6 separate regions of the Mus musculus genome follow, and all the other regions are linked to region 6. Evidence: chromatin contacts called from public Hi-C, HiChIP or PLAC-seq and promoter capture Hi-C data. All regions are on one chromosome and are shown on one strand. The core of a region is the stretch at or near the end of the contact, and the rest is flanking DNA. Distances in the headings are between cores, read along the strand shown.

Region 1 (3,100 bases), core at 400-2,899, 850 kb before region 6:
CAGGGAGTTTCAGGGATTGAACTCGAGGCATCAGCTCTGCTTCGCCTGCTCTGCCATCGCTCTAGCCCCTCTTTGGGCTTCTGAGGCAGTCTTGTATGTAGCTCAGGCTGGTTTCAAACTCGACTCTGCCTCCTAAGCACCAGAGTAACAGGAACATGCCAACACAGCCAAGTTCCTTAAGATCGGATCTCACTAAATTGCCCAGATTAGCCTTTACCTCAGTCTGAAGTCCCAGCATGCCTTAAGCTTGCTACCCTCTTAGCCCGGTCTCAATAGCTGGGGTTGCAGACAGGCCTTATGTGTAGTGTTTTGCCTACATGTATTTAAGTGACCCAGATGGGTACATGCCTGTGGAGGCCAGAAGAAGGTGTCAGATCCCCTGGAACAGTGCGGGAGCTGACAAGACCTGAACCTTGTTCCTCTGAAAGAACAACAGCAAGTGCTCTTAACTGCTGAGCCATCCCTCCAGCCCCTACAGTGTGATTTCTTAAAAGCATAACTTCTTATACCATCCCCCTCTCGTTTGCCTCTTTCCCCATTGTTCTGCATATGAATTCCCAGCCCAAGGTTTCAAAGGTCAGAGTCCTGGGGAGCCTGAGGTACCATAAAAGAAAAGCCCAAGTCTTTGCTCTCAGGAGGTGAGGGGGCAGTGCCTCTAGAGCTCTGGTTAGATAAGAGGCTGACTGCTCCAGAGACCAGGGTCATAGCTTGCCTCTCTCAAGGTGTTCAGCATAAGATAAAAAACAAAACAACTGGTTAGGAAGTGGCCAGTACTAGAAGGCTAAGAGAAAGCTTCCAGCACTGCTGAGGAAAAAGTAGGTGGTAATGGGGGACTCTGGTGGTGTGACAGCCGCCCTTCCTCTTCTCAGTTATTTTTGGTCTCAGTGACCTGCTAGTTTCCTGCTAGTGGGGTCGGAAACGGCAGGAAAATAATTCTCATTACAGAAACGAATGCCAGGACTCCGGGTCGTCACCGGTCCTCGTTCCCCGCCTCCCCGCTTTATAACAGCAATACTGGGAATTGAACCAGGACCAGTTCAATGGGTCCTGTAACCCCCCTTTTAATTATGTAAAAAACAAAAACACAAAGAAAAACAAAATTGAGACGGAGTCTAGCTAAATTGCCCACGTTGACCATGAGCTTGCCTCTGCCTCCCGAGCAGCTAGGATCACAGTCTGCGCGTTCCTGTCTTCCCTCTTCCTCCGCCGCCCTCGGCTCAGCCGTCTAGAATTTTCAGGGCTTTTCTAGTCGTCCCAGGTGCTCTGTCAGTTTGACTCTTACCTCATAACCTGTCCCTTCATACCCACGCTGCATGGCAATTTTTGGATCCCTCACTAAGCAAGTGAGTTTCTGCCTGGCCAGGACCAGTTTATCCACAACCAGCCCTTTGATGCAAGTCTGGAAATGTGATTGCAGAACCGCAGAACCCTCAGGGTTAGGTCCCTTGTCACGTGGGACCTATCTTCCTCATGCCCCTCCCTACGCATGCGCCCCTCTCTCACTGCAGGTCCTGAACAATGCTGTAAACCCCGCCCAGCCCCTCCAGATCCACCCCCTGCTCTGGAGACCTGCATCCTAATTGGCGAACCAAGTGTTGGATGTTGGCCCACTTAGGCAGGTGTTAAATCCTCAAAGATAACATAATCCACAACCAGACTACCTCTCGTTAGGGTTGTGGCCCGAACCTGGTTTTATTTTCTGACCACTAAAGAAATCATCTGGCTGGAGTCTGGATCTCAGCTGCGGTCTAACCCGGCCCTGTGTCGGTGGCAGGTCCCGGTTTATAGGGCCTCCTTCCTCTTGGGGAAAGGCGCAGGCGCCACATGCTTTATCAGTAACTTCCTAGCTACCAGCCCCAGCTTAGCGCTGAGCGTCCTGCAGGGTAGGTGGGAGGGCCAAAGTGAGCGATTTAAAGCCCAGATCAGGCAGGGGCTCTTAGGAGTTGCCCCTTTGTTCCTTTCGGAATGGTGCGCAGGGCTGAGCCCCCCGACGGGGGCTGGGGATGGATGGTGGTGCTCTCAGCGTTCTTCCAGTCGGCGCTCGTGTTTGGGGTACTCCGTTCCTTCGGTGTCTTCTTCGTGGAATTTGTGGCGGCGTTTGAGGAGCAGGCAGCCAGAGTCTCCTGGATCGCTTCCATAGGGATCGCGGTGCAGCAGTTTGGGAGTGAGTGCGGCGTCCGGGTGCGGTGGCCTGCCACCCTCGGAGAAAAGAGGGAATTTGGGGACCAGAAAGGGGAAAGGGTCGGGAGGATGCTGAGGGAGGGTGGCGGAGACCACCTCGCAGAACCCATTCCAATTCCCTAGGCCCAATAGGCAGTGCCCTGAGCACGAAGCTGGGGCCCAGGCCTGTGGTGATGACTGGGGGCATCTTGGCTGCGCTGGGGATGCTGCTTGCTTCATTTGCTACCTCCTTGACCCACCTATACCTGAGTATTGGGCTGCTGTCAGGTGAGACCCTGGGCAAGGGCAGAAGTCTAAGGCCTGTATCTCAAGCTTCTGGGTTTTTCACCTTCTTCCACCTCTTTCCAAAAAGGCTCAGGGAGAACCTATGCCCTGAAGGGAATTCTTAAACTGAATGACTAAGTCAGAGATAATCCAGAAAACACAAGCCCAAACCCATCGGACTGGAGGGTAGAAGGGAGGTTGTTATTAAGATTGCGCTAGGTAGAGACCGAAATAGATATCATTGCTTACTTAAAAAATTAATAGTGACGCTTTCGATGCTTACATACCCGGGCAATGGAAGATTAATGTAGCCAAAAACAGTAGAGATGGGGCTCTTATTCCAAAGTTCTGTGTTAGGTACTTTAGGAACACTATCTTTTGTCTTCCCAGATCCCATAGAGCAGCGGTTCTCAACACGTAGGTAGCGATCCCGTTGGGAGAGTTGCTCAATTCTTTCATGGGGGGGGGGGGTGGTCACATAGCAGATGCTCTGACTTCAGATATTTTCATTACGATTCGTAACAGTAGAAAAAATACAGTTAGGAAGTAGTAATGAAAATAATCTTCTGGTTTGGGGGAGGAGGGTCACCACAACATGTATTGAAGAGTCAAAACATTAGGAAGGTCAGGACCCACTGTTATAAGGTGTGTTAAC
Region 2 (3,269 bases), core at 334-2,833, 650 kb before region 6:
TGAGAGGGGAAGGAGAAGGTTGGAGAAGAGAAGGGTAGGGGAGCGTGGAAGGGAGGGGGGACCCTAAAAGGGGCTCCCCAGTGGAGGGGAGGGGGCTTGAGGAGCACACCCCGATTCTCAGGAGGGGTAGGGGCACAGGGGGCTGGCAGCCCCGGAGTTCTGGGGCTGGGGCATGAGCTGGGATGGGGGAGGGGAACTGGATTTCGGGAAGCCCCGGGGTATGCGGGGGTCTTGCCAAACGGCCAGGGGCTAGGGGCCGTGGCGGGGGAGTGGGGTGGGGGGGGTTGGAGATGGCAGCGGCCGATGTAGCCGCGGAGCCGAGGAGGGAAGGGGAGAGAGGAGGAGAGAGGAAGCAGGGGGAGGGAGGGAGGGAGCTAGGAGCCAGAATGGGGGGGGTGCCTTGGCAGTGTTAACTCCTTCACTGCTGGCAGGAACCCGGATAATGGGAAAGGAGCTAGAAGCACAAGCAGAGAGGCCCTACGGCAAACATGGAGACCTGGCTAACCTCGGTGATGACAGCAAAGATGAGGAGGATGGAATTCCTCCTTAGAGGAAAAAAGCCCACAGCTGGGAGGGGAGCATCCCTCCTTGGTTGAGTGCAGGAGGGAGGCCATAGCGTGGGGTAAGGGGTTGAGGGAGGGGCTGGCAGTAGAGAATCTTGGGGACCTAGTTCTCCCCTAGGAGTCACAGGAAGAAGTCTGAAAAGTAATTAAGTATGACCTGGACTTCCTGGTATTGAAATTGGGGCAATGCAAGAAAGGGGAGAAGAAAGGAGAAAGGGCATAGGGCTGGCTGCCCACAGACAGCACTGCTGGTGCCCCAACTCCTCAGTCAGTACTAGGGATCATGTTGCCTGGGCCCCTAAGTCTCAGTTTAGAATTAGAAGAATGTACTCTTGTCCCTCCAGTCCTGCCAGCTCAGGCAGTCAGGAAGCCAGGCACCCACCGTCATCACCTTACCTGACTCTCTGAGATACAAGCCTCATAATAGTCCAGGATGTCTGTCACAGGAACAGAATTAAGTCACCCTCCCAAATCCCGGGGCCCTCTGGCCACCCCTGCTACCCCTGGCTTCTGTGTGTCAAGAGAGGCTCCTCCGGCTAGGATGGATGCTGCTAGGAGGTACAGTGTGATGGCTCTATACAAGCGAGAGCCTGGACTAGATGCTCTGAGTATTTCCAACCAGCCTAGAACCTGTAATGCTTGACCCCATACCACAGGCCAGCCCTGTCCACTGTGGCCCCTCAGAACACCAGCCTTACTCACCCAGCAAGGCCTGGAAGAGATCACTGTGCAGCACTGTGAGGAGGGGAGGTGCCCACCGCAGTAGTGGGGGGGCCAGTAGCCAGAGGGCTGACCTGGGAGCTGGTAAAAAAGCAAGTGACAAAGGATCGAGACCAAGCCACTTACCCACTTAGTCATCTAAGGTTTCCCAGCCTTTGTCTTCTTTTTCCAGACACCATGGATAGATTCAGGAAGAGAAGGAGCCCCTGGGCCCCCATCCCAGATCCAGATCACCCCCTCAAAGACCCGGGTTGGTTTTTTTTTTTCACCTCTTGGTCTCTGGGACATCTCTCTTCTCTCGATTTAATCTCCCTAATCCGCCAAGATTGAAGTTGAGCTGCCTTCAGCCTACGCAGTTGTAGCTAGTAAAGTGGACAATCGGTCTAGATTCCATTCTTCCCCAGGTCACCAGGTAACACTTTGCTCCGCATAGTGTACCTTCCCAAATGCCAGGCATAATTTAGCTGCTTTTCTGTGAGTGGGAAAGAGGATTTTATCTAAGGCAGTCCCAGCAACCCAGAGTTAAGCTCTTTTTCTCCCCAGGCCTGACCATACTGAGAAGGGGTCGGGGGCAGTGACATGGCTCACTGAGTAAAGGAACTCACTGCCAAGCCTGTCATCAGGGACCCACATAAATGTGGAGAGAACTATTGGAAGTTGTCTTCTGATAAGGGCTTATGTGAGTGCACACTCGCATAAGCAGACTTTTAGATGAGGTTCAAGACAGCTCAGCAATCAGAGCATGCGTTGCTCTTAGGCAGAGGACTTGTGTTCAGTCTCCAGTGTCCACATACATGGCAGTGTACAGCTAACTGTATGTAATTCCAGTTGCAGGTGATCTAATGCCTTCTTCTGACCTTGGTGGGATATATATATATATATATATATATATATATATATACACACAAAACACTCATATATATAAAAATTTTAAAATAAACCTTTAAAGCCTAAAAAAAAAAAAAAAAAAGGGAGGGCTGGAGAGATGTCTCAGGGGTTAAAAGCACTGACTGCTCTTCCAGAGGCCCTGAGTTCAATACCCAGCAACCACATTGTGGCTCACAGCCATCTATAATGGGATCCGATGCCCTCTTCTGATGTGTCTGAGGACAGCTACAGTGTACTCACATACATAAATTAAAAAACAAACAAACAAAAAAACTAGCCTGGCAGTGGTGGCGCACACCTTTAATCCCAGTACTTGGGAAGGAGAGGCAGGCAGATTTCTGAGTTCAAGACCAGTCTTGTTTACAGAGTAAGTTCCAGGACAGTCAGGGCTACACAGAGAAACCCTGTCTCAGAAAAACAAACCACCACCAACAACAACAAAAACCATACAACACACACACGATGCATTTTGCTCTTCCAGAGGACCTTAGTTCTGTTCTCAGCAACCACGTCGGGAGACTCACAACTTCCCTCCAGCTCCACAGCTTCTGGTCTCTGTATCTATAGGCACTGCACCCATGTGCACACGCTAATATACAGACACACAGAGACACACATAAAGTTCTTTTTTAAAAAAAAGTATTCATTTCCTAAGACTTATGTATTTGGAGTCTTCACTCTAGCAGGGTCTATGTGGCCTCAAATTCATAGTGATCGTGATTTATTATCTCCCAAAGTCCATGAGAGACTAGAGGTGCCTACTACGCGCTTTTAGAAGTGTTTTAAGTTGGTGAAATCTTCTAGATCTCAGAATTCGCTTAGAGTACACCCCAGCTTGAGTCTGCCACCTCACGCCCCTCTTTATTTGAAGGAGAATTTTTTTCCTTATAATCCAGGTCTCTGCATCTGATATTTTCCTTTCTCTCTTTTAACTTTAGCTAGGAAGTCCTCCCTCCAGTCTACCTCCAACCTTCTAGTCATTTAATTCTTCCTTCTCTTATCTAATCTCTTCCCTTTTTAGTGGATCAGACTTTAGTTTAGACCAGCGGCTCTATAGAGTTTGGGAAAGAAAACGGATCGTTTGAAGATGGATCACCC
Region 3 (3,450 bases), core at 571-3,070, 550 kb before region 6:
AGTTCATATCTTTTTCAGTACTGGGACAGAATTTTAAAATAGGGTTTTACTATGTAGCACAGGCTGGCAATCTTCCTGTTTAGCCAGGAGATAGGATTACTGGCATGTATTACCACACCCAGAGAATGACCATAAACTTCCCATCCTCCTTCCTCTGCCTCTGGGTCCTTAGGTGCTGCAATTACAGGGAGGGAGGGTGGCAGGCCCTGTGCCTGGCTAGGATTGGATTATGTAGGCTACCATAGCCTTGAACTACTGATCTGCTGATCTCAGCTTTCTCAGTGCTGGCATTCCACAGAAAACGACAGAAAATTCAGGAAAAGTGACTGAAAGATATAGGGTGGATAGTTCTACTGTGCTACACAAACACGTAATAATTCCAATTAAGTGCTTGCAAGCGTTCCAGTAAGTTGGAGATTAAGATATCATTTAATATCCTTACTTAGTGGTAAAGAAATTAAAAGTACAGTAATTTGAAGTGATTTCTCAAAACTATAGGTGGCAGTGCATGCCTTACATCCCAACACGAGAGGCAGAGGCAGGTGGATCTTAAGGCCAGTCTGGTCGACTGAGTGAGTTCCAGGACAGCCAGAGCTACACAGAGAAACCCTGTCTTGAAAAACAACAACAAAACCACCACTACCACCAAAAAGGTTTAGATTCCTAGACCAGATTTTTTTGTTTTGCTTTTGAGTCAAGAATTCACACTGTACAGACCAGACTGGCCTTGAACCCACCTGGCTCTTACAGGATTAAGGGAGTGCTCCACCACGCCTGCATTATCTAAGGAGTAGGAATCCTGATCGCTCATCTTTAGATAACGTCAAAGTAATTTAATATTGCACTGTTTTGTTTTTTTCTATTCTCCTGCTCCAGTTTCTCAAACTCAGAGATTACAGGCATCATAAATTTCAAGACCAACTTTATGTGCTGGCTTTATAACAAGTCTCAGCCTCCTAGCGATCTGGCAATAAAGTCTGTGTCGCCTGGTCCAGAGCCACTCTTCTCATAGGGAGTTTGATTTTGGAAGAAACATTAGACATTTCCTTTTAGAAACCTCAAGCCGACCTGGGAAAACAATCGGAAACGCTATGTAGTTCTCTTTATTTAGGATTTAGAAAGGAAAAGCTTCTATGCGAACCTTAGGAATCAACACTAACCAGGGTTTAGACAAGATGGTGGCTTGTATCGGATAGCTCTGGATACTGAAACTATAGCGCACAAGTTGTGTAAAGTACCGAAGCCGGGATGGTTGTAATCCGACCACACTAGCGTGAGAGCAGAGTCTCCCACGGAAAGCAGTCTCTTGAGCACGTGCAGAGCTGGGACAGCGATTCGGAGAAGAGCCACACACCTAACTAGAAAGGTTCTCAGAAACGTGTTTGTGAGTTGTTCAATTCCAGTTAAAGCCGAGGTGTGGCGCCTGCTCAGACGCATGCGTTCTTGACGCCGCAAGCAGCACAGTGGCGTGGTCTTTTCAACACCCCGCGTAGGGACGACGTCTGAGGTGGAAGGGGCGTTTAGGATTCCTAACACGCATGCGTTGAGACCCAGGCGTTTCCTTCGGAGGGTGTGGAGTGCAGGGTTCTGTATTGCGCAGCCGCAAGGGTTGCCCGGTAGAGCGAGCTGTCGCTCAAGGGGAGGGAAGAAGAGGTTGAAGGGATTTAAAAAAAAAAAAAAAAAACCCGGTGCGCCTGCGCATTGCCGACTGGTTGGAAGCACTACGGACTGGAAAGGGGCGGGGTCACGTGTGTGCGTCATCCGATGGGTAGGTGGGAGAGAGGGTGGAGATCGGGGAGGGTCCATGCGCTTGCGCAGTGCGGGGGTGGAAGGTGGTGGAGCTACCTAGCACGCTTGCGCGGCTGTCATAGGGCTGCTTGGTTGGTCAGTGGGGAGTCGGCGCCTGCGTACTAAGACCCGTGTGCAGCAGCGGCGGCGGCGCTAGAGGCGGCGGCGGCGGCGGCGGCAGCACAGTAGCGGGTTCGGAGGCAGCAGTTGGGCTCGCGGCGAGCGGACCAGGTCAAGTCAGTGCGTTCGCGCGAGGTGAGAGCGGGCAGGGCGCGCCTGCGCGTAACCTCGGTTTGAGCTACGAACGAGAGACGGAACTACGCGGGGGTCGGGGAGGGGGGCAGAAGGGAGCGGCGGCTGTCGCCGCACGGGTTCGGTGAGGGAGCGGCGCGAGGTGCGGAGAGGCGGGTGCAGGGCCCGGTTGGCGCGAGGGGTGACGGTTGGGGCCGGCCGGGTGACGTTGGAGCGACGCAGGGCGGGGGACGGCGAGCCGCGAGGCCGCCACGCGGGAGAGGCCGCCAGGCGGCCACGCCGGGGCGAGGGCCCGGGGCCAGATCGGCCCAGACAGGGCAAAGGCTCCTGTGCGGTTGAGGACCGGCGCTGCGCGGCCACGTGAGGTGGGGGAGGGGGCTGTTAGGTGAGGGCATGTGGAGGGGGTTGGCGGCCGGCGGGGGGAGGGGAGGCGGCATGGTCCTGGCCTGGCGCAGCTTTGGGGCAGGGGCAGCCGTAGCACCGGAAGTGTTCCCCATTGGAGGCTGCCCTCGGGGTCCGAGGCCATGCGGCCGAACGTTGACCGGGGCCGCATGGCTGCACGGGGACCCCTCCCCCCTGGCCCGGGCCACCGGAAGCCCCGGGCGACCACATGGTGGGCGCGAGCCGGCAACCCTCAGCGCAAGGAGCTCTGGTCTTTTTTGGGTTTCTCCGGAGCCTTGGATTTTGGCGTGCGGGAGAGACCCTACCCTTGGGTCTCACTCATCCCGCAGGGCCCGTTGCAGGCATATGTTAGTGTTCCCCAGCCTCATGGGCCTCTGGAGCTCATCCCTCAGTCTTCATATGAAGTGAGACGTCCAGCCAGATGTAAGTGGTACTGCTTTGCTGGGGAAACCGGGAAAAGTGGGGAAACTGAGGGCGATTGGACTGATGCCCAACTCTTTCTCGGCCCATGCCGACAGCGCCTGAAAGTAGTGAGCTTCTAGTTCCCCTGCGGTGATCTTCGATCTTCACCATGCCAGTGCCTTCCCTGTCGTGTTTTGTTTGGGAGTTACTGTGTTTTAAAGTCCTTTACTCTGCCAGCCTAGTACGATTTCTATTACTACTACGAATCTTTTGCTTTCATTTTATTGTCATTCACCACCCCTCACTTTCTACTGACTGTACAGGCTGGGCCTGAAAAGCCGACAGGACTGGTGCATCCTGGGAAAAGTGGGAGGGCCATCGACAAAAGGCTGAGTTCCCTTCGGGAACTGAGATCGAAATGTTTGGCAGTGGGATCCTTTAGGAAACTACTTTCTCTCCCTTGACTGCATCTGCAAGTGCACGTTGGAGGCGGGAATCCCCCAAAGAGGCCTTGTGGTTTCCTGTACCAATGACTGGCTTGTGTGTGGACAGGGTGGGGGGGTGGTGTAACAACTGGGTGGGGCCTTGTCCTCCGTCTCCACCCCT
Region 4 (3,412 bases), core at 898-3,397, 890 kb before region 6:
AAGCTGGCCCAAGGCTTGTATAGGTTTGCAGATTGATACAAGTTCCTCAGAGACAGAAATATGTTAGGCCTGAGTTCAATACTCAACACTACAGAAAACAATTAGGAATTAAATGTATCTTCTCAATATACTACATGGGCTTAAAAACTGAAAAGTGCAAAAAACCAAAAAAACAAAAAGCTGGGCGGTGGTGGCGCACGCCTTTAATCCCAGCACTTGGGAGGCAGAGGCAGGTGGATTTCTGAGTTTGAGGCCAGCCTGGTCTATAAAGTGAGTTTCAGGACAGCCAGGGCTACACAGAGAAACCCTGTCTCGAAAAACAAAAACAAAAAACAAAAACAAAAGCAAGAGGGAAGCAGGTCTTGGAAGTGAACATCCTGGTAGAAACTGAAGAAGTAGTAGGTGGTAAGAAATGGGAAAGGGACTCATGATATTTCATCATGAATAATAATAAGTTAATACACAGAGGGCTCTGTGTCAAACATTGTGCTAAGCGTCTAAGTGTCTGAACACATCATGTCATTAAGCTCGTGTAGAAGTTCAGTTCTTTTTCTTAGTGTTCTCATTCTCTCTCTCTCTCTCTCTCTCTCTCTCTCTCTGTCACACACACACACACACACACACACACACACACGTAACCTTAAGGAATCATCTAGTTGATACAAACCAAACTCTTGAGAAGGCAAAACACGGCCCACGAAAATGCACGAGGAGAGGGCCACGGCCTGCTGTGGAGAACCAAGGGGATGTAGAGAAAAGAGTGACGCCGGAACATTGAAAGGAGGGGGAGCTGTCACTTGACAGACACCCAATCCAGAGCACAGAACTTCTAGGCAGGAATGGGCCTGGAGAGTGTGCAATAGTAACCCACGAAGGACCTGACATGCCCAGGGTTTGGAGGCCTGAAGGTGTGACCTGGAAAGTCTCAGACTTTTCCTTCCTGCAAGCAGCAGCATCCTAGGTCCAGAAAACAGATCCTCCTGGCCCTGGCCTAGCCACCAAACTAGAACATCTTAGTTTACAGGAACCTAGTTAGGGACATGTACATGTGACAAAATCTGAGTCCTGAACAAGTTTCCCACTATTCACAAGGTCCCTAACCAAGTGTCATTCTCACCGCTGCTCATGACTTTACTTTTCTGAGACCCAAGGCCAGGAGATAACTTGGGAAGAAAATCCAACCTGGGCTCCACTAAAGAAAGGCTCACTCTCCTTACCTGGAAGAAATAAACTCGTGAAACCCACCCACTGGACTGTAACTGATTCTATACTGCACCCTCCTACCCAGACTGGTACTCTGCATCCGAGATCTGGAGGAGGTTGGACAAAATCATTCACTGTCCTTGGCCTCCCTCAAGATGCGTGGCCCATGACACTTTTGTGTATTTGAAATCTTAAAGTCGGAGCTGGAGAGATGGCTCAGCGGTTAAAAGGGCTTACTGTTCTTCCAGAGGTCCTGAGTTCAGTTCCCAGCAACCACATGGTGGCTCACAACCATCTGTAATGGGATCTGATGCCCTCTACTGGTGTGTCTAAGACAGTGACAGTGTATTTACATACATAAAATAAGTAAATCTTTTTTTTTTAAAGAGAGAAAGAGAGAAAAGAAGGAAGGAAGGAAGGAAGGAAGGAAGGAAGGAAGGAAGGAAGGAAAAGAAATCGTAAAGTCTTATGTTCAGGTGAGTGGGAGACCATGAGGGTGGGGGAGAAGGCAGGGGTGGGGTTCTAAGTCTGGAAACGCTGTCTTTTCAGGCTCAAGGCAGCCTGGGAATCCCTGGGGGTTTACTGAAGGGGTGACTTCAAAAGCAGTACAGAGCAGGGACTGGGGGTGTTTGGGGACCACAGATGGTTTTAGCAGCTGGGCATCCCCCAGGCCCTCCCAGGCTCACCTGCTATAGGCATTCCTCTCAGCCCAGAAAAGACACTTCTTTTCCCTCCGTTTGAAAAATGGTTTCAACCCCTTTGCAAGTTCTCCTAAAAGCCCAGAGACCTTGGGAAGGGCCTCCTTAGCTCCCACTGTAGCTGATCCAAACGCACACCCCTTTCCCAAAGCCTGTTCTTGGGCTGGGCTAGCAGGTTCAGACTAGTCTGGGGCGGGGACTTGGGAGTGCCTAGGAGTTGTGAGGGCGGGGACACAGATCCATCTTTTTAAAGTTTTGGACCTGGCCCCGAGGCGACGGTGGCCCTGGGCGGTCTTCGAATTGAACTTAACTTGGATCGCCTCCTGAGAGGCCAGAGGGAGCCATGGGCCGCTACCGCGTCCGTGTGGTCACTGGGGCCTGGCTCTTCTCCGGATCCCTCAACCTAGTGCGTTTGTGGCTGGTTGGGGAGCACCGGGAGGCGAAACTGGAGCTGCAACTGCGGCCAGCGCGGGGCAAGGTCAGTGAGCAAGAACTGGGGCCCTCTACTGTCCAAGCAGAGAGTAGGAGGATGGCAAGGGACAGGAGACTAGGGTCTGTGACAGTAAGACCGCGATGGAGATTTGTAGAGGTGGGACACCGGGAGTGATGTCAACTACGGGCCCCGGGTGGTCTCCTTTCCCACACCCCAGCCCAGGCAGCCCTCTGAGTCCTGCATTCTTAGCCCCAGAGCCGATTTAAATACAGGACTTGAGGTCAGTCGAAGCTCCTCCAAGTTCCGGTGTGGTGGGAGCTCAGTGAACGGGATGAGACAGGCGATGATCGTCATCATCTGCTCAAATCTCTGGTCAGCGCGCTGTAGACGCTGGTCTTCCCTCAGAAATGGGACATCTTAGACCCGCCAGACAGGTTAGGGGTGGAAGAGGGAAGGAGAGCAGGGGCGAGGTGTGTTCTTTGACGGCTGCGGTAAGCTGAGGCTCCACAAAGGGGAGGCTCGGCCACCGAAAGGCTTCTCCCAATCCCTTCTATTAAGTGTGGTCCCCGCAGGAGGAGGAGTTTGACTTCGACGTTCCCGAGGACTTGGGGCCACTGCAGTTTGTGAAACTGCACAAACAGCACACAGTTGTGGATGACGCCTGGTTCTGCAACCTCATCACAGTTCAGGGGCCGGGGACAAGTGCAGAGGCCGTGTTTCCCTGCTACCGCTGGGTGCAGGGAGAGGGAATCCTGAGCCTCCCGGAGGGGACAGGTGAGCGGGGCAGCATCCTACCCTGGGGGAGTGGACGAAGAGGGAAAGGGCAGTGCTGGCGGCGAGGGTGTGGAGGAATAGGGCTAAAGAGGAGGAGAGGGAAAGAACTTGGAGAAAGGGTGGGCAGAAACGGAACAGTGAGTTTCTAGGGCGCAAGTGAGGAAATGAGAAGTTATGAATTCCCCAAGTGTTTCCCAGGATAAGTGATGTTGCAAATGAATTAAAGAGGGAAGTAAGAGATCTGGAGACTCTGTTTTCCTAGATAGAAAGAAGGTCATGGAGCCGGGGACACAAATGGAGAAGT
Region 5 (3,312 bases), core at 457-2,956, 680 kb before region 6:
GAGAGCAGGAGGAGGCGGGATCCAGAGCAGAGTCGCTGCAAGAGCCGTGGAGTGGGAGGCGGCCCTGCAAGAGAGCGTATCAAGAGTTCACTACCTGGGCCAACCTAAATCCCGAGGTATTAGGAAGAGCGCAAACTAAGCTCTCCAGTAGACTAAGAGGGGCCGTATAGATTAAGAAATGTGGGCCGTGGACAACCCTGCAGGACCTAAAGATAGGGAAGAAAGGGGGTTATCAGAAGTGCAAAGCTTTGACCTGCCCTAGCATTCCCGAAGCCCTGGACCTCTGCTGCCACCCTGTGGCATAATATTGTCATTACAGACGATGAACCACGCCTGGGGAGTCATTGCTCCACCAAAGTGTGGGAAGGGTGGGTTTCCTCCTCTTTCCGTGAATCCTGTGCGTCTTTGGTTGCATGCAAGGAGAAAAGGTGAGCCTCTCCCACCAAGGGAGAAAATGACACTCAGTCCTGTCGGTTGGCCTGCGGGCTTTCCCTCCTGCCCCCCCCCCCCCGCCCCGTTTCCCCTCCTGTGCTCCTTCCTGCATAAAAGCACACTGCCCACCTGGGATACCTCAAGAGCTCTGTATTTGTTTGTACAGGCACACGACAGTCCCTGCTCAGAGGACAAAGTAGGGAGAGCAGATGCTTCATCTTTCATCCGTGCTGAGACCCTCAGCCCCCTCTCCAAGGGTCCCTTAAGTCAAACTGATCCTGATCACCTCCCATCCCCACCTCCACCTCCACATACACACTGTTGAAACTGAAGAAGAAAGGGACCTAACTTCAGACGGGGCTGACAATAAGCTCATGCCCCCGACCTTCAGTAGGCCCCACACCTTGGAGCCACCCTCTGCCTGGGGTCTTGAGAAATGGGTAACATTGGGAGGAAGCTTGGACATCTGTCACTGAGGATGCCAACACTATGCCCTGTACCCTATGTCCCAGCAAGAGTGATGCAGCCACTGTTTTCTGAGTGTATGGAACAGAGCTAGGGATCTCCACAGGACACAGGAGCTGAGTCGGAGGGACAGAGCCACTGATGTTCTCCTCCAGAGGGGAGAACCCCTCGCCTCTCTGAAAGGGAGCACCTCTCACCTCTCCGGAGTTGATGATGGTCATTATCATTGTCCAGGTGCTGGAAATCTTGATAATCCTTTGTCATGATGGCACTGGATCCGGACCTAGGACAGCCAAATTTAGAGCCTTTAGAGCTGAGGCCGAGGCTAACAGACTCAGAGCTGGATGAAGTCCAGTTCCCTTTTACATCTGACTAGGTGGACATACTTTCTGTCTCCCCTAACCCTATCTGCTCCCAAGCCTGACATCCAAAAATCTATCCTCTAGCTGGACATGATGACACATGCTTTTAATCCCAGTATTCAGGAAGCAGAGTCTGGTGGATCTCTGTAGGTTCGAGGCCAGCCTGGTCTACAGAGTGCATTCCAGACTAACCAAGGCTACATTCTGTCTAAGAAAAATCTCTCCTCTCCCATTCACACACACTGCGCATGTGAACCCATACAGCCACTCTCTCTTGGCTGTCACCCATCCCTTCTCCTCCTGCTGTACTTACTGAAGGTCCCTCAGCACCACGAAGAGCCCAGGCTAAGGAGGGGGCTGAAGCCTGAAGAACCAGGTGAAGAGCCCTGGGCAATGGGAGGGGAGGGGACAGGGTCCATCCAGGGCCCATGTGTGTCCGAGCACGCTGAACCTGGCATCACCAACACCGGGACTTTGAACCATAAACAGAGGTAGGAGTAGACTTGGAACTGGGGAGGTATAGGGGAGGAAAGAAGGCATGGGTGACCTCTATTCTATTTCTCAGAAAAGGGGAGTCTACACACACACACACACACACACACACAGAGGCACACACATCTACGCATGCACTTCCGCATGTTCAATACTTGTTACCTTTTTGTGGGTGAGACAGGCCTTAAAAGGCTAGGGAACAGTTTGCTGCTTGCCCTCAGAGCCCTCCCCCTTTCGGTCCTGAATTTCCCAGAATTGTCCGTATCTCCAAATATCCCTGACCAGGATCAGAGGCACCAACTGATTCCCCGCTCTTGCCCAATCCTGCCCTGTGACCTCAGTGTTATAATTGCAAGCTGTAGATTCCTGGGGTCTCAGCTCCAGGCTCCTCAGCCCTAACCTGACTGACTCACTCTATGGTAGTCCTCCAAGCAGCGCAGTGGTAACAGGAGGAGCAGCTCCCCTCTAGGATCAGGGCCAAGAAATCACTGATTCTACCATATGCCCCAGGACTTCAACCTTTCTCATCCCCAGAGAACAACCCATTCTGCAGGCAAGAAAGCTGAGGCTCTGGAAGACAAGGGCTTCTCAAAGCCATACTACACAGAAGAGCACAGACTAACACCCGGGCAGCCCAACTCAGTGACCTGTGTGCTGCCTCCAGCACCTCACTCAGAATGGGATCCTTAGCTGTCCCACGCACCAGGTCCCCAAATCCCCAGAGAGGCTTAAACATGGCCCCTCATGGTCCTGAGAGCTTCAGAGAGGCCTGTCAGAACTCAGGCTTGGGACAAGAGCAATATTCAACATATAATCCTCCTCCTGTTAGGCTCCACAGTGAGGAGTGGCCTCTGTGGCCGTCTAGAGCCTGTGAGCTATTCAGGAAGGTGCCGCTTACATAAATCCAACTACTCTGTGCGTCCTTGCTTGTCTGTGTCCTAAAAATCCGCATGTTTACATGAACCGGGCTTGCTGCCAGCGATTTTGGTGAAAATTGGGCCATTAATTTAACACTCTCTGATTTTGCCACTTACAATCTAGTTTATTCTGGCAAGCAAACAGATACAGATCCAGTCTGAATAGTAGCTCTACTCATAGAGGTAGGGACTAGCAGGGGGCACCGAGCCTCTTGCTCTCTCAGTGCTAGAGAGACCTCAGCCCTAGCTTGTAAAACTGGAAAATGCTGTAAACTCAGGATTTTTGCATCTTTCTATTTGCATATTGTCCTGGAAGAAGGCATTTTGAAATACAGTTCATACCTGAGAGCCATGCCCTAAGCTCATGGATCAGAGAGCAGTACTGGACTAATGTTAACACACATGCTTGAATAAATGTTAAGTGTGGATTGTGGATGTATGAATGAGTGTGTGTGTAGTTTTTCATCCCTTTTCAATAGATTTCTATTTAGAGAGATACATTTTATAATATATATTATACATATACTATGTATAAGTATAATATATAACATATAACATAGTATATATACATATGTATATATATATCCCATTGGATATGTGTACCAGTCATTTACCACAAAGTAAGTACCCCACAACTTAGCAAC
Region 6 (3,528 bases), core at 600-3,099:
GGGGCAGTGGAGAAATGGTTTCCCCAGGCCATGGATGGGGAGCAACAAAGACAGATCAAAAGAATGGGAGGAAACTGGAGGGAAGAAAAGAGCCAAGAACAAAAAAGAAGGTGGAGCCAGGCTATCTGCCCTTCTTGCTTGGCTTCTTGGCAAGTTTTATTCCAGTAGAGCCGGCTCTGTCAATTCTCTGTAGGAAAAACTTACTTCTGGGCTCCAGCTCAGCTGCTCATCTGATCCCTGCTACAACTTTAAGATAAACACTGGGATCCAGTCTGAAAGGACAGGTCAGCCGGTTCAGTGAAAAGGCCTGAGTGTTCGCCCTACCTCGTTCCTCTCTTCTCAGTTGCTTTCCTCTCCCCGTGCCTCAGTTTCTTCTACTTTATCAGTGTCGAAGGTCATGGAGGAAGAGGCGTTCGATGACACAGGAGAAAAGAATTTCACAATCTTCAGATCCGACCCTCTCCTCTTTCTCCTAAAAATCTGACCTAGTCACCACCAAATTAATTTCTCAAGTCAGACGATTTTACAAGCAAGCCACTGGAGGAGAGGAAGGGAAAGAGTAGAGATAAAATTGACAACATTCACAGAACACTGAGGGCTGGGCAAAGGAGAGAATCAAACATGGACTCCTTGGAAAAAAAACTCAATCATCTATTCATATCTCTCCCCCCAAAGTCACTAGGATTTCTGTCACTTTTTTTTTAAGGAGAAAAAAAAAAAAAGCCAGTACCATTTCTCATTTAAAAGCTACGTACACAATTAAATGCATTTTGACTTCAATGAGGTATGTAGAGAGTTATATATAAACATATATTTCATCTTTTTCCTTTTCAATGCCTGAAGGAAAAAAAAAAAAAACCTTCACATCAAACCACTCCCTTCTGAAGTATTCAGAAAAAAAAAAAAAAAGCTTTTCTTTAGAGAAGGGAGGTGGGGGGAGGAAGAAGACTAGTAAAGAAAAGAAAAATTCAATCTAGTTGGACTAGTATCTAACTAGTTAACCTTTAACAATTTATGCTGATGTCAGACTGAGCATGAGTACTGATTAATACCCCCCCAAATATTTTTATAAGGGGGGGAGTTAAGTCACAGCAGCCATTTTTGTTTTATGCAGAAATCCTTCATGCCCCCCAACACACACACACACACACACACACACACACACTCTCTCTCTCTCTCTCTCTCTCTCTCTCTCTCAATACACAAGGAAAATGTATTAATCTGTGCACTAATCAGTTATGAAAAAAGGGAGAAATTTGTGGGTTTCTGAGTAGAAGCTTGGAGATTGGATGTAACAGGGAGAATGGGGGTGTATGAAAAATGAAATATTAAGCCAGCCATTTTGTTTTAAAAGGGGATTTTACCCCCCTCTCTCTTTCTTTATAGAGGGGGGTGGCAGTGCTGGAGGGGGGGTTGTTTTAAAAATAATTTCAAGGCGGCCATCTTAGTGCCTCAGCTCTGAGAAATATTTCTGAGCGCCCCCCTCAGAATTTAAATATATTTAAAGCAACCGAGGGGGGTAGAGAGAAGTCGAAAACTTTTATATACATATATATAATTTTTTTTTTTTAAACGATCTCCCTTTCTTGTTCTCTTGGGAGGAAAGACAGAAGGGGGAAAAAGTCCTTAAATTTTTCCAAGAACATTTTTGGGGGTGGTGCGGCCCCCCTCCTCAGACGCCGGCCCCGGGGGTGGGTGTTCTGGAGGGGGGTGGCCCGGGGGTTTGGGGGGCTGGGGGAGGCGGTGAGGAGGAGGAGGAGGAGGACGCCGCCGCCGAGGAGGAGGAGGAGGAGGAGGAGGAGGAGGAGGAGGTGGTGGTGGTAGCGGTGGGGGAGGCGGGCGGGCGGTGGGTGGGGGGGTGGTGGGGGGGCCAGAGCCACAGGATGGCTTCCCCTCTGAGGGACGAGGAGGAGGAGGAGGAGGAGATGGTGGTGTCGGAGGAGGAAGAAGAGGAGGAAGAAGAGGGCGACGAGGAGGAGGAGGAGGTGGAGGCGGCCGACGAGGACGATGAGGAGGAGGACGAAGAGGGAGTACTCGGGCGCGGGCCGGGCCACGACCGGAGCCGCGACCGCCACAGCCCCCCCAGCTGCCACCTCTTCCCGCCGCCGCCGCCGCCGCTGCCGCCGCCCCCGCCACCAGGTAAGCGTCCGTCCGACTCCCCGGGGCCCGAGCGGAGCCGCGGGGCCCGGCACCTACGGTTCGGCCGAGCCGAGGAGAGTCCCGGGCGCCTGGCGGGTCTAGACGGGCCCGGCAGTCCGGGCGGCGGCGGCCTTGGGGCCAGGCCTCCTCCCCTCCCCCGCCGCACCCCTCCTCCGCCGCTACCGCGGCCGCCGCCACCGCCGCCGCCGCCGCCGCCGCCGCGCCCGGGCTGGAGAGCGCAGGGAGCGAGCTGCGCGCGCGGACCGGGCCACTTGGTCGCGGCTTTCGGGGGAGGAGATTTATTTTTTTCACCCTCGGCGGGGAGGGGGTAGGCAGGAAACGGCCGTAGCGAAGCCAGGGCCCCCCTCCCAGGCCGAGCGAGGGACCGCGGAGACCCCGGCGACCGGACGGCGGCGTGGGGGGAGGGGCGCGTGGGGGAGGGGCGGCCGCGTGAGCGCCCCTTGGGCCGGGCCCCGGTGGGGTCGGACTGAAGCCGAGTGGGTTCGGGGTGTGGAGCTGACTGCCACCCGACGCCCTCCGCTGGGGACTTGGGCAAGCAGAGGTGGGACAGTGGCCCGCGGACCAGCCCCTCCACCTGCAGGGACTTCGGTGCCCGCCAACTTAGGGGTGTGCGGTGGCACGCGTGGGAGGGGGCGTGCGAATGTTTGTAGCGGCTGATGACCAGAGGCAGGTGGTGGCCACACTCCACGCAGACCACTTCCTGGAGTAAGACTTGGACATACCGTCCACTCCCCCCTAGCTGGCCGCCGAGGTCTCGGGTCACCTCAGATTTGAAGAGAGACAGGAGAATGTCTGGGGAGCCAGATGCCCCCGGCCCCACCCTCGTCATCTCTGCCCCGGGCTCTTTTGTGTCAAGTGCAGCCCCCATCCCCCCCTCGTGACCCCGTCAGTCTGGGGTGGCCGAACTGCCCAGCTGTGACTCTCACGTGGCTGCCATTCACTGTCACTCTCTTGATGAAACCACCCACACACCCTGACCACGTTGGGGGGCGTGAACTGCCCACCCAGCTGCTCTGTCCTGACCATCATCACTCAGCACCCTTCTCCGAGATGACAAGTCACCTGCCACTGGCGTAGGACGTCCAGCTGTGCTTGGGACAGACCCTTCTCTGGATCAGTGGCGCAACTCTCAGACCACCCTCCAAGTGGAGAGTGATTTCTAGCTTCTTTAGGATAGGTGTCGCCAACCTCTGATTGGGGACATCCACACCCCCAAGTCTCTGGCGGCAGAGCAGCACACACACACCAAACTTTAAAACGTTATTTGTAAAACTGTCTTACTGACCACTGTGACTTTTTGTCGCACGTGTTGAGACAGCTTTTCCGGGGGTGGGGGGTGTTAAAAATAATGTGTTTAATGCGTATTGG

Evidence for each region. Promoter capture Hi-C pulls out the DNA fragments that hold promoters and counts their contacts. A called contact is a pair of places that touch in the nucleus more often than the background predicts. HiChIP or PLAC-seq counts read pairs in DNA pulled down with a chosen protein or histone mark. Capture Hi-C pulls out chosen DNA fragments and counts their contacts.
Region 1: a contact with region 6 is called in an H3K27ac HiChIP or PLAC-seq map of large pre-B cells, with 3 times the contacts expected there. The contact joins the promoter of Slc16a13 here to the promoter of Chd3 in region 6. A contact is called at or near these places in 4 of 39 promoter capture datasets (the SN4741 cell line, cranial neural crest, embryonic stem cells and 1 more) and 3 of 115 datasets of contacts at active chromatin or transcription factors (bone marrow-derived macrophages, large pre-B cells and pancreatic cancer cells).
Region 2: a contact with region 6 is called in a promoter capture Hi-C map of pre-B cells, with 3 times the contacts expected there. The contact joins the promoter of Dlg4 here to the promoter of Chd3 in region 6. A contact is called at or near these places in 3 of 39 promoter capture datasets (cranial neural crest, liver and pre-B cells) and 1 of 115 datasets of contacts at active chromatin or transcription factors (pancreatic cancer cells).
Region 3: a contact with region 6 is called in a Hi-C map of B cells, with 11 read pairs. The contact joins the promoter of Eif5a here to the promoter of Chd3 in region 6. A contact is called at or near these places in 6 of 39 promoter capture datasets (the C10 cell line, the HPC-7 cell line, cranial neural crest and 3 more), 2 of 484 Hi-C or Micro-C datasets (B cells and uterus), 1 of 115 datasets of contacts at active chromatin or transcription factors (pancreatic cancer cells) and 1 of 9 other capture datasets (adipose tissue).
Region 4: a contact with region 6 is called in a promoter capture Hi-C map of liver, with 2.3 times the contacts expected there. The contact joins the promoter of Alox12 here to the promoter of Chd3 in region 6. A contact is called at or near these places in 1 of 39 promoter capture datasets (liver) and 1 of 9 other capture datasets (liver).
Region 5: a promoter capture Hi-C map of neutrophils shows a contact between it and region 6, with 2.8 times the contacts expected there. The contact joins the promoter of Asgr1 here to the promoter of Chd3 in region 6. A contact is called at or near these places in 1 of 39 promoter capture datasets (neutrophils) and 1 of 115 datasets of contacts at active chromatin or transcription factors (pancreatic cancer cells).

The regions. Positions count from the first base shown.
Region 1 is chr11:70,219,543-70,222,642 of GRCm38.p6, reverse strand. It overlaps Slc16a13 (solute carrier family 16 (monocarboxylic acid transporters), member 13), which reads left to right and starts at 1,649. Exons shown (of 4, transcript NM_172371.3): 1 at 1,649-2,164; 2 at 2,305-2,448. The coding sequence starts at 1,966.
Region 2 is chr11:70,015,517-70,018,785 of GRCm38.p6, reverse strand. It overlaps Dlg4 (discs large MAGUK scaffold protein 4), which reads right to left and starts at 1,583. Exons shown (of 22, transcript NM_001370675.1): 1 at 1,553-1,583; 2 at 1,266-1,364; 3 at 960-1,000. The coding sequence starts at 1,571.
Region 3 is chr11:69,919,756-69,923,205 of GRCm38.p6, reverse strand. It overlaps Eif5a (eukaryotic translation initiation factor 5A), which reads left to right and starts at 1,820. Exons shown (of 6, transcript NM_181582.4): 1 at 1,820-2,043.
Region 4 is chr11:70,254,105-70,257,516 of GRCm38.p6, reverse strand. It overlaps Alox12 (arachidonate 12-lipoxygenase), which reads left to right and starts at 2,147. Exons shown (of 14, transcript NM_007440.5): 1 at 2,147-2,379; 2 at 2,907-3,108. The coding sequence starts at 2,245. The region is part of intron 2 of Gm40191 (a long non-coding RNA gene); the gene reads right to left.
Region 5 is chr11:70,052,749-70,056,060 of GRCm38.p6, reverse strand. It overlaps Asgr1 (asialoglycoprotein receptor 1), which reads right to left and starts at 1,706. Exons shown (of 9, transcript NM_009714.3): 1 at 1,573-1,706; 2 at 1,095-1,180; 3 at 1-64. The coding sequence starts at 1,161.
Region 6 is chr11:69,367,747-69,371,274 of GRCm38.p6, reverse strand. It overlaps Chd3 (chromodomain helicase DNA binding protein 3), which reads left to right and starts at 1,849. Exons shown (of 40, transcript NM_146019.4): 1 at 1,849-2,139. The coding sequence starts at 1,884. It overlaps Gm32483 (a long non-coding RNA gene), which reads right to left and starts at 2,285. Exons shown (of 2, transcript XR_003949707.1): 1 at 2,197-2,285; 2 at 1-537.